Linked DNA regions of Mus musculus: all the other regions are linked to region 1. A link is a contact called in public Hi-C, Micro-C and promoter capture Hi-C data. All regions are on one chromosome and are shown on one strand. Each heading gives the region's core, a stretch centred on a gene start, on an enhancer-like site or on the middle of the called end of the contact. The rest is flanking DNA. Distances are from core to core; before and after follow the strand shown. Region 1 holds the start of Poc5 (POC5 centriolar protein). Region 2 holds the start of Btf3 (basic transcription factor 3). Region 3 holds the start of Zbed3 (zinc finger, BED type containing 3). Region 4 overlaps Aggf1 (angiogenic factor with G patch and FHA domains 1).

What was found. Promoter capture Hi-C pulls out the DNA fragments that hold promoters and counts their contacts. Hi-C and Micro-C count contacts between places; a contact is called where the count stands out from the background.
Region 2: a Hi-C map of CD4 T cells shows a contact between it and region 1, with 6 times the contacts expected there. The contact joins the promoter of Btf3 here to the promoter of Poc5 in region 1.
Region 3: a promoter capture Hi-C map of liver shows a contact between it and region 1, with 4 times the contacts expected there. The contact joins the promoter of Zbed3 here to the promoter of Poc5 in region 1. A contact is called at or near these places in 2 of 39 promoter capture datasets (liver and pre-B cells).
Region 4: a Micro-C map of the G1E-ER4 cell line shows a contact between it and region 1. The contact joins the enhancer-like site here to the promoter of Poc5 in region 1. A contact is called at or near these places in 2 of 39 promoter capture datasets (liver and pre-B cells), 1 of 484 Hi-C or Micro-C datasets (the G1E-ER4 cell line) and 1 of 9 other capture datasets (liver).

Annotation. Positions count from the first base shown.
Region 1 is chr13:96,386,763-96,389,781 of GRCm38.p6, forward strand. Poc5 (POC5 centriolar protein) reads left to right here and starts at 1,532. Exons shown (of 13, transcript NM_026173.3): 1 at 1,532-1,769.
Region 2 is chr13:98,315,376-98,318,394 of GRCm38.p6, forward strand. It overlaps Btf3 (basic transcription factor 3), which reads right to left and starts at 1,592. Exons shown (of 6, transcript NM_145455.3): 1 at 1,250-1,592; 2 at 855-923. The coding sequence starts at 1,375. It overlaps Gm9828 (predicted gene 9828), which reads left to right and starts at 1,741. Exons shown (of 4, transcript NR_137279.1): 1 at 1,741-2,234.
Region 3 is chr13:95,323,368-95,326,386 of GRCm38.p6, forward strand. It overlaps Zbed3 (zinc finger, BED type containing 3), which reads left to right and starts at 1,458. Exons shown (of 2, transcript NM_028106.3): 1 at 1,458-1,977.
Region 4 is chr13:95,356,515-95,359,533 of GRCm38.p6, forward strand. Aggf1 (angiogenic factor with G patch and FHA domains 1) reads right to left here. Exons shown (of 14, transcript NM_025630.3): 9 at 2,196-2,297; 10 at 683-848. Among named protein-coding and RNA genes, the nearest start is that of Aggf1, 17 kb to the right of the region's middle. Within about 2 kb of position 1,632, at least 25 of the 459 cell types and tissues checked have an H3K27ac peak or open chromatin away from gene starts, as enhancers often do. A contact at or near this core is called in the G1E-ER4 cell line, where this site is marked.

The sequences.
Region 1 (3,019 bases), core at 282-2,781:
CGTTGAAATGCTCCCTTCCACCACCCCTGCCACCACCTCTGCCACCACCACCCCTGCTCCTTTTATAAAACACAACAGGGTCACCATGTAGTATTCAACTGAACAACAATTATTAGAACGAAGTATAAAATTATTTCTAGTGGTAGTAATTTGTCTTTTAAAATAAGCTTAGGGGAGGAAATCAACACAGCTAATGCCAACAAAAATTTTTTGTGATCTTCTTCGTTATCATTCAAATATAAGAGCCAGTGAAATGGCTCAATGGGTAAAAGCACTTACCACCAAGCCTTATGACCTGCGTTCAACCCCCAAGTCAGGTCACACGTGGTGAAAATAGAGACTATTTCCCCTCACCACACACACACACACACACACACACACACACACACACACAGAGAGAGAGAGAGAGAGAGAGAGAGAGAGAGAGAGAGAGAGCATAACTTTTAAAAGATAATAAAAGTCTAACTCTTGACAAACAGAAGTAGGTGAGGCTGCAGCTGTGCCACTTCCGTATACAGAAAAAAGAAAGTGACATCATGTAGGTTACAAAAGGGGTGGGGGGGATCGAACAGATTATTCTTTTCTAGTCTGGGGTCCGAAATGTCTGTTTTAATATATTAACTCATTTTATCTCCCTAGACCGTATTATGTGGGTAGCATTACCGAAGGTGTTAATGAGTACTTACTAAAGCCAAGTTTTAAGTTGTAATTGTGTTCTGTCTTTTAAGGTCGCGATATTCCACCAAAAGTTTCTGTTTGCAGCTTACAGCAGTTAGGTCATCAGTAAAACTTAGGCTGGTTAGACTCAGTCATGTTGGTTTAAAGTAGCTGCCAAGGGCTACTTTGGGAATTATCTGTTGGGTCTGTGATAGTAAACAATTTTACAGTATTAAATTACGTTGCTATGGATTTAGAAGTGAATTACACTGGATTCTCCCTGTTTAGCCTTCTGTATTTTATTTTAGCTGAGATGTCACCAAAGTTAGGATCTATGTTTAAATTTTTGAATACCCCACACAGAATAAACCAAGGGAAATGCCCTGGAGTTGCAAGTCAAAAACAAACAAACAAGCAAACAAAAAACAAAAAACTTAGGCTGGCAGTTTGTTATACCCTCATCCTCATAATTACATTATTCGTTAAACTCCCTAACCCAAAACTAAAGAAATCAATAGAGGGCATCGGACATTTGTGTTTTTAAGAGAGCAGCTGCCGGGCCAGTGGCCTTGCGGCCTGTTATCTGTGCATGAAACGAAATCTCGAGGCTTTATGCCTATGTCATCCTCATTGTTGAAAATAAACAGCACTCAGCTTTCACAGATTTGCGAAGATAATTAAATTTGTCTGCAGTGCCGCCCCGTAGTAGTCCTCAGGCACAGAGCAGCACCGAGCATGCGCTCTGTTCTGGGAACTCTGGGCCGGCTTTTGCCTGTAAATCTCCTACTTCCGGCTTGTCCCGCGGAGATACCTTGGGCTCCGCCCACTTACCACGGACCAATCAAGTTTAAGATTGCTGAAGCTGTGGACCAATAGTTAGGGCTGTCTTTCATCAGGGCCCTCAGTTTGAAACTGTCAAGTGGCTGCTAGGGGAGCCGCTGTGCTTGCTTTGGTTGCGGCGGCGACGCCGTCTGTCGCAGCGAGTCAGGAGCCGAGGTTTCGCCGAGACGGTGGATCCCGGTGGCGGCGCCCAGGCCGGTTCCTCCCTGGCAGGATTGGGAGCATCGTCCCTGGAGGTGCCAGAAAGAGAAGACACAAGTGATGCGAACTAAGTAGGTCCTGTTCTTTAGGACGTGGGGACATAGCCAAACAGAACGTTGTTTTTTATTAAGAAAGAATTAGATTTAAATGGGGCCGGATTGGAGGATGGTGAAAGAAAACTTGGAAGGGCCTGGTGCTCGCCCTCTCTTTGCGTGCAGTTAAGACGGGAGAAGTCACCTTGCGGCCAGCTACACGTTGGTTCGTTCTCCGCCTCTTAGAGATTGCGTTTGAATTCCCCGAGTCCGCTTTTCAGTTAAGTTGTACCAGTAGCAAAGAGAAGCATTCAAAGTATCTTGTGGTTTCAGCTTAGGTTAAAGAGTGCCGAGAATGTAGTGGAATGGTGCGTGTCACCCTCTAAAGCACCATTCTTCTGAACCCAGAAACTGAAGAAATGCTACTGTTTTCGTCTCACGTTATTTCTCCTGCCTGTTTGCAAAGAGCAGGGATAAATGGCAGATAACGTATTTTCCAAAAGTCCGATCGCTTTCTGACCGCAATATGTTTTTAAGAAACAATTTTGGCGTCTGATCATACCAGCTCATTTGTTACTAAAATAATCCACAATTCCCAACTCTGGTTGCCTACCAGGTCTGCAAACAAGTCATAAGGGAAAATGTAATTAAAATTAAAACGGATCAAATTACCACAGTGGTTGATTTGAGACTAGTGAAGTGTTCATTCTTCGATGCAGATCCATGCCTATTTTATCTTCCCTGCATGGCTTAATGAAAGACAGTCACAGCTCAGACTTAGTTTACTTATCCTCTGGAACCATACCAATGCTGAATAAAAGAGAAATTCCCTTTGCACAATTCTGGCTGCACCCTGGCTTTCTATTCTGTGGTTTTCCCTGCATCTCTCCCTTCTTCTTCAGTGTCTTTATCTCAATTGTTTTCTTAGCAAACTATAATTGAGGCCTGCTCCAGGGGCAGCTGAAACTGTCACGGGTGTCAAGGCAGCCTCCTGATCTGCATGCTGGGGGCCTTCCTTGCCCCCTTCTGGCCAGTGACCCTCATACTGCTCTCCACACAATTCCGGTGTTCTGGCTGCCTCCCATCTTTCTCCTGACACTTCACTGTTCCTTAAAAGCTAGCAGTTTTAGGTTCCTCTTCTCAGAGCAGTCCTCTGTTAGGATTATGAACTCCTTTGAAATCATGTTTGAATCTAAAAATCCTTCTAGAAAATACATATGTTTATATTCTAAAAGTGTGTGCAGTTGTGTTTGGTCTGCAGGATAGCAGTTCTTTTACCACAATGGGGA
Region 2 (3,019 bases), core at 342-2,841, 1.9 Mb after region 1:
AGCAGAATCCACTTGGAGAAACCAACCTGCCAACACATTTGCATTCTCTCACTGTAGCATAATTACAAAGGTTGAGGAACAAAAGACATGTGCTAAGGTAGGATTTCCCAACCTAACACTGTTCACGAATTTAAATAGGAAGGTATCCTCAAATACCCTAAAAAAGACAATTAGTCTGTTGAGCATTTAGTTCAGAAAGCAATGCAGAAGAGCAGAAGATCTTCATAATAATAATAATAATAATAAAATTACCTAATCATTAAGTAGAACAGGAAAAGCCAATACTTTCAGTTAACTTACTTTTAAAAAAAATGGGGTGGGAATGCAGTTTGGGAGTTGAGAGGTCCTCTAGCATGTACCAAAACATGTGTTGGATCTCAGGACAACTCAAAGGTAACAAAATAACCACCCCCAACATTGTACAAGTCAAGGGTACACGGTACACAAAGATTTGGCAGAGAACATACTTTCCCCCCCATTCATAAAATCCAGTAACATTTGTTTATATGCGCCATAATCCTGAACCTCTTGCAAGCAAGGCACCGTTTTTAAGTGCTATTTTCTTCTCTACTCGATGACCGACCTCACCCCTACTATCTATCTATCTATCTATCTCCTCCTTGTCTCTTAGTATTGGTCTCATTTCCCTTGGATTTGCTAGCTTTGCGAAATGTCCCCTGCCAAGCAAAGTGACAAAAAAAACCCAAAAAACCAACCAACCAAACCAAAAACAACAACAACAACAACAAAAAAAACAAAAAACAAAAAACCCAACAACGTGAGAAATGCAAACGGAACTTTGGAAGAGAGAGAGGAGAGAAAAAGAAAGGAGGAAAAAAAAAAAAGAAACTTACTTTCCCACCAATGCGCACTTGTGCCTGCAGTTTGGCGAGTTTCTCCTGGTTCATGATTGTTTCTTTCATCTACAAAGAGAGAGGAAAAAAAAAAATCCTCAGCCAAGAACAAGAACGGCCGGGCCCCCCCTCCAGCATTCCACGCTCGTTATTTCCCGCTACACTCGCAGGAGAACGTCGTCCCCCTCGGGCTGAGGCCTGGATCCCCAATTCACCCCTCCAGGCTCGCCGGGGCGCACAGGGCCCCTCGCCCCTCCCCCGCCCGGCCCGGCCCGGCCTCGGGCTCAGCCCCACGGCGACCGAGCATCCCCCGCTCCCCGCCGCCCTGCCCGGCCTGGGCCGAGGCCTCGCCACGGCCTGCCCGGCCCGGCCACTCTCCGCAGGCCTCGCGGTACCTGAGACTCCCGTCCTCGGCTTCCGCCGAGAGGGAGAGAGGGCGTCGCTTCGGCCCCGGGCCAGCCGCCCCTGGCTCGCCCTCGCCCCCGAGAGTCCGCCTGGGTGGGAGCGCCCGTCCGTCGCATCGCTTTCCTCAGCTCCGTCCGTCCCCTCCCTGCCTCGCTCCTGCCGGGAAACGCCCGCCCCACCCCCAACTCCCGGTCTCCTCCCACGCCGGCGTCCACGGCCTTTTTTCTGTACCTTGTCGGAGTGGAAATGGCGCCGCGCGGGGAACTAAGGTTCACGCTCAGGGGGTCTCGGGCAGACCAGCTGAGAGAAGGCGCACACACGCGGGGACGCAAGATGGCAGCTAGAGGGAGGCCGGAAGTAACGCGACGCCACTTCCTCCAGAATTCAGGAAGCGGAGTTGGCGTCGCCGCGCATGCGCAGCCGGGGGCCGGTCCGCGGCTGTTTCTTTCCTTTCGTCCAGCGGCGGGCCGGGAGCAGCACCGGAGAGCTGGGACCCGCGGTCGCCGTCCGCGGTCCTGGGAAAGGCCGCGGATAGATCGGACAGTGAGGCTCCCTGTAGAGCTGTGGTTAAATCAGTCTGCCCTGTGGCCACCCCGTAGGGCGTCCAGCTTTGTCCAGTAGGCTGCAGTGTCTGCTCAATGCCGGGTGTAAATAAAAAACTATCGAAATCAGCCAGGCTAATGTTGCTTTCCAAAATTAAGTGACTTGGGTGATGTAGAAATCGCGACTCAGAATGTCTAGAAAGCATGTTCGGAATGCTTTCCAGATCTCCACCCTTCAGCAATTCGGTTTATTCAAGGTTGAAACAGGGTAACAAGATTTGTAACCTCTTAACCCTTCTACACCTCTACCATCGACTCCCTGATCTCGAATCGTCATGGATTCGACCATGAAGCATTCACGATGGAGCAAACTTTACCTTGAATTCTTCCAAGATGAATTTGAGCCTGCGTGCTTGGGGGTAAAAACGTGGCTGTGAGTTAAAGTTTGCCGAACTCCAGCACGAATTGTGGTTGTCGTTTTTTTGTTTTTTTGTTTTTGTTTTTTGTTGTTGTTGCATAATTTGATGGTTGTTTTAAAAAGTGTCTCGATAAGTAATCCTGGCTAGTCTGAAGCACACAGCTATTCTCCGGCCTCAGAGCCCCTCTGTCCAATGCTGGGATTATAGTCGTCTAGCACCATTCCCAGACAAATTTTAAGATAACCTTAGAAAATCCCTATATGAAGATTAAAAAACGAAAAAGAAAAAGAGGTTAAGTGAAAATTCTGTGTGCTTAAGCCTTTTTCCAATCTTAGCTACGAAATGTTTTTGAATATTCCAAAGAGAAAGTTGTGTTAGAATTTTTAGAGAATACAATTTATCCAGAAAAGTTGCCGAAATGAATACTCTAGCTAAAATCAATTTTTTTTCCCCTTGGAAACCTTTTTACACAAGAGTTTCTTGCAACAGCGATGAGTCATTTAAAAAATCGGGAGAGACAACTACGTTGCTATGTAGAAAATTGTAACAAGTTCTTTTTCTTGAAACAACAACAATGTTTCTTTTATCCGAACAAGTAAGTTTGTCTCAGAAAACCATGCTTGTTGTCTACCCTATGAAGTACCTAACCATTCTCCAAATAACTGAGATGAGGCAACAGAATTCAGTGCTACAGAAAATATATAAAACATGACTGTGTTACATATGATGGATAAAAGGTAAAACTAGTTCTTTTTGTTTTTGTTTTTTTTTTTTTTTTTTTTTTGTTGTTGTTTTTCCA
Region 3 (3,019 bases), core at 208-2,707, 1.1 Mb before region 1:
TGACTATTCTTGGTTATCAACCTCACTGCATCTGAAACTAGCTAAAACCCCAAAATGAAAGGCACACCTGTGAGGGATTTTTACCTAATTTGAAGTGGGGAGATCCACTTCTAATCAGGAATCTTTGAGGTAAAAAGACACACCTTTAATCTTTTGAGCCAGAAAAACCCCACCCCTAATCTGGGCCACGCCTTCTGCTGGAAGCCTATATAAGGACACGGGAGAAGACAGCTTTTTGCTTTTTGCCACTGTACTCTGGCCTAACTGGCAAGTCCATCGCCAGCGGCGGCGGTTACTCCTGCAGGATTCCAGCTTCTATTGAAGACCAGCTGAGACACAACTACTAGATTCTTGGATTTTCCATTCATAGACAGCTACTGTTGGGTTAGCTGGACCACAGCCTGTAAGTCATTCTAAAACTTCCCCCTTTCTCTATATAAAGAGAGGAATTCGGTTTGTAAGTTCTGTTACTCTAGAGAATCCTTACACACTTTTTAAAATGTGTTTTCGTTCATTTGTTTGTTTGTTTTACTGGTTTGCTGGGTTACAAAAGAATATGATCAAAATATATTGTATGAAAACATTTAGGTCAATCTTGAAAGAGGGGAATCTAATAATCTCGCCATTGCAAAAGTATTCCTTTCGTGATACCCAACAAGATTTTTCTTTTCTCTGAAATTCTTGGCATAGAAGAAAGTCAACAAATAGGTCTATCAGGTGTGTGTGTGTTTAAGTGAGGAGGGTTATAATATTTCCACTGCAAAACACGTGCTCTGCATGAGCAAGGTGCTCCTCCCCAGCGCCACTTGAACCAAAGCAGTTAACATGGATTGTATTACCTACAAAAGAATTTCTTGGTTTTTTGGTTTTTTGTTTTTTTTTGTTTTTTTTACATTTATATCTTTTTGCTTATTGTCTTCTAGCAAGGCTTCGTGCCCATTGTTCATGTGACTTACTTTGACTAATAGAATGTGAGCAGAGCAGTATGTGGGCTGAAGAGATGATTGGGGTGGGGGGGCGGGGAGTCGGTTACCGCCGATCCATCGCCCTCTTCTGGATTCCACTGACACTGCACCCATGCATGCACAGACACCCACCACCACCACCACCACGCAAAAACACTAAATTAAAAAGCAACAAATTAGTGACTTTTGTTTTGTTTTTATGAATGAAGGGCAGAACGTGCCAGCTGTGCGTTAAGAGCTAACTGGTGCGTTCTTGAATTTGGCAAGTCACTTCCTTGCGACTATTTATAGATTAAAAATCTGTATGGTGGGAATATTTGAACGGCTGGAACAGCAAAACGCTACACAACAGGATTGCCCGTCAGCCTGCAAAGCCCCAAGGCTCTCGCCCGCACCTCAGCGGGCTGGTCTTGAAAAAGGTTTCTCTTTCCACCTGGAGCGTGGAATGCAGAAACCCGCCTTAGAACGCAGCCGCTAGCGGCTGATGTAACTGTAAATCACGCAGACGCTGTTAACTGAATATAATGAAGACAAAGGTAGTTCCCTGTGCTGGTGGTTTGGGTGGACACCTTTTCCTCCTAAGACCTTGATTGCAAGGACTTCTGACTAGTGCCATATCAGAGGCCTTAATCTGTAAGAATGCGAGCGAGCAGTGCGCCCAGCTGAGGATCTGGACCCGCTGAATCCAAGGGCTTGGAAGGTTAACGCGCAAACGTGCAGAGCCACGGTTAAAACGCTTTCAGCATCCCTGCGCTATTATTGCACCGTTTAAAAACCTCCGACAGATTTCAATTCGTTAAACTAGTTCTCCATCCGTTACTCTAAACTCCTCCCGGACCGGATGGTTTAGCAGCGGCGCCCCGGCGTCCAGACCACGCGTCACCGCCCCCCATGGACGCCCCGAGACGCGCAAATTGAGCGCTGTGTCTTTAAGGGGGAATCGGCCTTTTCCGTCCAGGACAAAATGTCTGCGAGGAGCCCGGAGGCGAGGGGCGACCATCGCGGCGTCCGGGTGAGCGTGGCTGGCTGGGGCTCGGTGGCGTGGCTTGGCTTGGCGGGAGCGACCGCAGGGACACCAGGGGCTGCAGTGATCTCAGGGGCCCGCGGGGACGTCCGGGATCGGAGAAACCGCGGGGTGGAGGGGTGCGGGGGACGCCACGCAGGACCTCGGGGACTTCGGGAGCCCCTAGGCCGTGGGATCCAGGGTCGCAGCCGCGGGGTCTGCAGGGGATGCCTACCACCCCAGGCTTGGCGGAGGGGCCCAGCCTGCGGGCTTCCGGAACCTTCTGGAGCGTCTCCGCTCTCTTTGGTTAACCAGCTCCGGGGGGTGGGGGGTGGGGAAGAGGGGGAACTGTCCCCGTAAAGTTGCCTCGGTGGAGAGTGACTTTGAGCCTCATGCGCTAATTGCGACTTGGTTAATGTTTCCCACCTGTGTGTGTGTGTGGAGGGGGGGGGGGGGGCTGTAAGAAAACCGGTGTAAACCAGAGTAAACCAGAATCTCCTCCTCCACTGGACACAAAAGAGTTTCCTGATCCGGGCCTGGCTCACTGGAGCCTTTGGTTGTGCAAGCCTTCTGTGGCCGGCTTAAAGCTTTACTAAAAAGAATAGGATTTTCCTTCATTGGAAAAAAAGTACCTGCCATTGCTGAGCTCCAAAGGTGTTTAGAACAGCTGTTGAATAGTTTCGTGAGTTGAGATAATTAGTGGTGTTCTGAATTTTTTATTTTATTTTTTTTTTTAAGACGGGGTCTGTTTCCTTGGGTGACCTGAAACTTGCCTGTGTAGACCAGGCTGACCTGGATCTTACAGAGACTACCTGCCTCTGCCTCCCAAGGGCTTGGATTAAATTCATGGGATTAAATTCCTGGTGATTCCAGTACTGTTTATTAGTGCACACTTTGGCCTCAAATAGTTCAAGGCAAGTGACAATAAGAAGCATAGGAAATGTTGTTTTTTAAAGTGCTAATCCATACCACATAATTCAAAAGCCACATGTGTGTGTATATGTATGTGTACATATACATATATATTAATGCAGAGCTGAAAGAAAGGTGC
Region 4 (3,019 bases), core at 382-2,881, 1.0 Mb before region 1:
AGAAAATTAATGCTTACTAAAAAAATAGTTTATCTTAGTATATTAACCAGTTCAAACCATTTTCCAAGAAATTTCACAATCTCATTTTTCATTATTACAGTAGAATAAGATTCCATTGTCTGTCTGTCTATAGACTACTACATTATCATTATCCATTCATCAGCAAGTGGAAAGTACTATGCTGAGATATCTAACCCAGGCCCAGAAAGACAAAATGTCATATTCTCACATTTCACACATGCTATGTGGAAATATTAAATTGGTGCATTTAACCTGGAGTGTCTGCAGGACCTGAAAGGCAGAGCAAGCCCATGGGAGGAAGGGGGGAAAGTAGAGCTTATGTAACATGGGGCTAACATTTGTGGGGAGTGGGGTGACCCAGAAATAAAGACTGAGAAAGCCCCTTCTGGAACTCCACTGTTTTGGAAGTCACTTTAAAAACAGTTCCCACAAAGGACTCTGACTAGAGGTGGGCTGCACGCGTGGACAGGAACAAATGTGTCAGTACTCAGCCCTACAGACCACACACTAAGCGTACATGCAGTGCGCCTCGTCCACAACCTCGCCAGCTAGACACAGGCTGCTCCACTCACACACGGTGAGACATGAGGGGGGAAGGGGGCTCAATGGTAAGAGGGACTTGTAGAGTATCAGCCCCCCACACACTTGGTGCTTCACATACCCAGAGGCTCGTCCTTTCTATCGAGGCGGAGGTGAGCTCTGACCTGCCCCGGCTCACAGCCATCGCACGTCTCACTGCCAGGGTGAATGTGAAAAGACAGCACAGTCTCCCCAATTTTCACTTCGTCGCCGTGTTCGAGGACGTAAGGATCACATTTAGTTTTTGGCTAGATGAGAAATTTTGAATGAAACAGAAATACAAAATGGTTATTATGTCTATGGTAGTGAAAAGTTGAGAAAAGGAGAGGCATGCACACTTCCACAACCTGATGGACAGACAGTGAAAAAGACTACCAGGATCATGGCAGCAGCTCAGTGGAAGAACATACACTTACCATGAACCAAACTCTGAGCTCCACCCATGATCCCTTACAGTATTCCCCAAAAGCTACTTATAATCCCGATCTTATCAAAGCCCACCAGTTTTCTTACCATTGAAGTCCATCTGGACTTCAATCTGTTAGCAAAACACATATTAATCAGAGGAAAGTTATATGTGAAGAAGTGATTACCTTCCCTCTTCTTTAAAAAAAAAAATGTGCTCTGTGTGTCTGTCTGTGCGTGCATAAGCTGTTACATAGGCCCTGGGATCAGTACTCTGATTCTAACGATACCACGGTAAATACTCTTAACCCCTGAGTGACCTCTCAGTTTTTCTTATAATTTCTTTCTTTCATTCTTAAAGCATAAGAATAAGGCCTCCTTGGTGGTTTATATTACCAACTTGACAGGATCTAGAACCACTTACAGTCTCTGAACACACCATGGGGGTGACCTCTGGGCATGCCAGTGAGGGATCATCTAGATTAGGTTAACTGGGGGGACAGATCCACCTGAACGGTGGTGGCCCCAGGCCATGGCTGGGTTCCTAGACTGAGCAAAGAGGAGAAACTGGGCTTAGTGCTGGCATTTTCTCCCTGTGCTTCCTGAAGTCCAACATAATATAACCCCCCTGCTTCCCAGTGACCCGCTTCCCCGTGATGGACAACTCTTCTCCTTTCCTCAGTTCCTTTGTCAGGGTTTTTAGTTTTAGTTTTTAGAAAAGTCCTAGTTTACCATTATTTTTATTAAGACAAAGGGGGGGCAGTTAGGGCTGTCCAGTGGTGTGTCAGAGGGAGAGCATCTGCTTGATGTGCAGGAAGAACCTGGGCTAGAATCGCAGAGCACATGGGAAGAAGGAGGGCCACCAAAGCTGCTTCTATGAACATTCAGTGCTGGGCTGTGGAATGACTCAGCAGGAAGAGGAACTCCACCAAGCTGACCTCCACACGTGGAGGCCATACACACATATATAGTTAATCTAAATAAGCTTTGTGGTACAGTCATACCTAAAAGTAGCAACAGAGATATAATCAGAAGTCAAAACTCAACAGGCCAATAGCTACTAAATATTTTTTTCTAGCCCTTTCTGGAAAATTCCAACCAAGTTATAAATTTGTGCTTGAATTGTGATCTGTAACGACTAGAACCTAAGCTCAGATAAGGAAGTATGGGTAAACTACACATGAACGTACCTGAAGAATCTGTTTCCCGTTGACAATGGTACCATTCTGGCTGCCCTGATCCACAAGAACGTAGCTTTGCAAGTCATGGTCGAAGTAAACTTCTGCGTGGAACTTAAAGGAAAGCAACCAAGCAATTACAAAGAACTGCACACTTTCAACCCAGAGCGAACTTCACTGGTGTGCAGCAGTGTAGGCATGAGTCTCTGATCATTTCACCTCATTTCTCTTAATGTTTTTTTTCTGAGTACAAATTATTACAAGTTTCTGGTAGAAATATGGAGGCTATACTTCCTATGCTTCCATCTTTAACTATGATGAAAAATTTGTATATATCCTGCTTCTTCTATTTTTAAAACATAAGTAAGATTATACTATACATACAATGTGATTTTTTTGTTTTTGGCCTAACATAAGCACTACCACTGCCTATTTGAAATAATTACAATTCTCAATACATACTAACTTGAAACACTCATTCTCACGGAAGCAAGTTCTCCATGTGTTCACATCAGAGTGGCCTGACCTCCCTTCCCCTGCTGCACAGCGGCCTGACCTCCCTCCCCTGCTGCACAGCGGCCTGACCTCCCTCCCCTGCTGCACAGCGGCCTGACCTCCCCTGCTGCACAGCGGCCTGACCTCATTACTGCAGAGCGTGCGCTTCATACATTGTGCAGCTGCTTCACAGGGCTAGCAGTACGCCATACAGTGTCCACGAAGTGGGTACAACGATCCTCCCTTCACCTAGTATATGAATAACCCCACACTCAAGGCTTGTAAAGCTGGACATCTAGGCTTTCCGGGGGCTTATTATCTTTAAAACTTTGCTGTGGGCA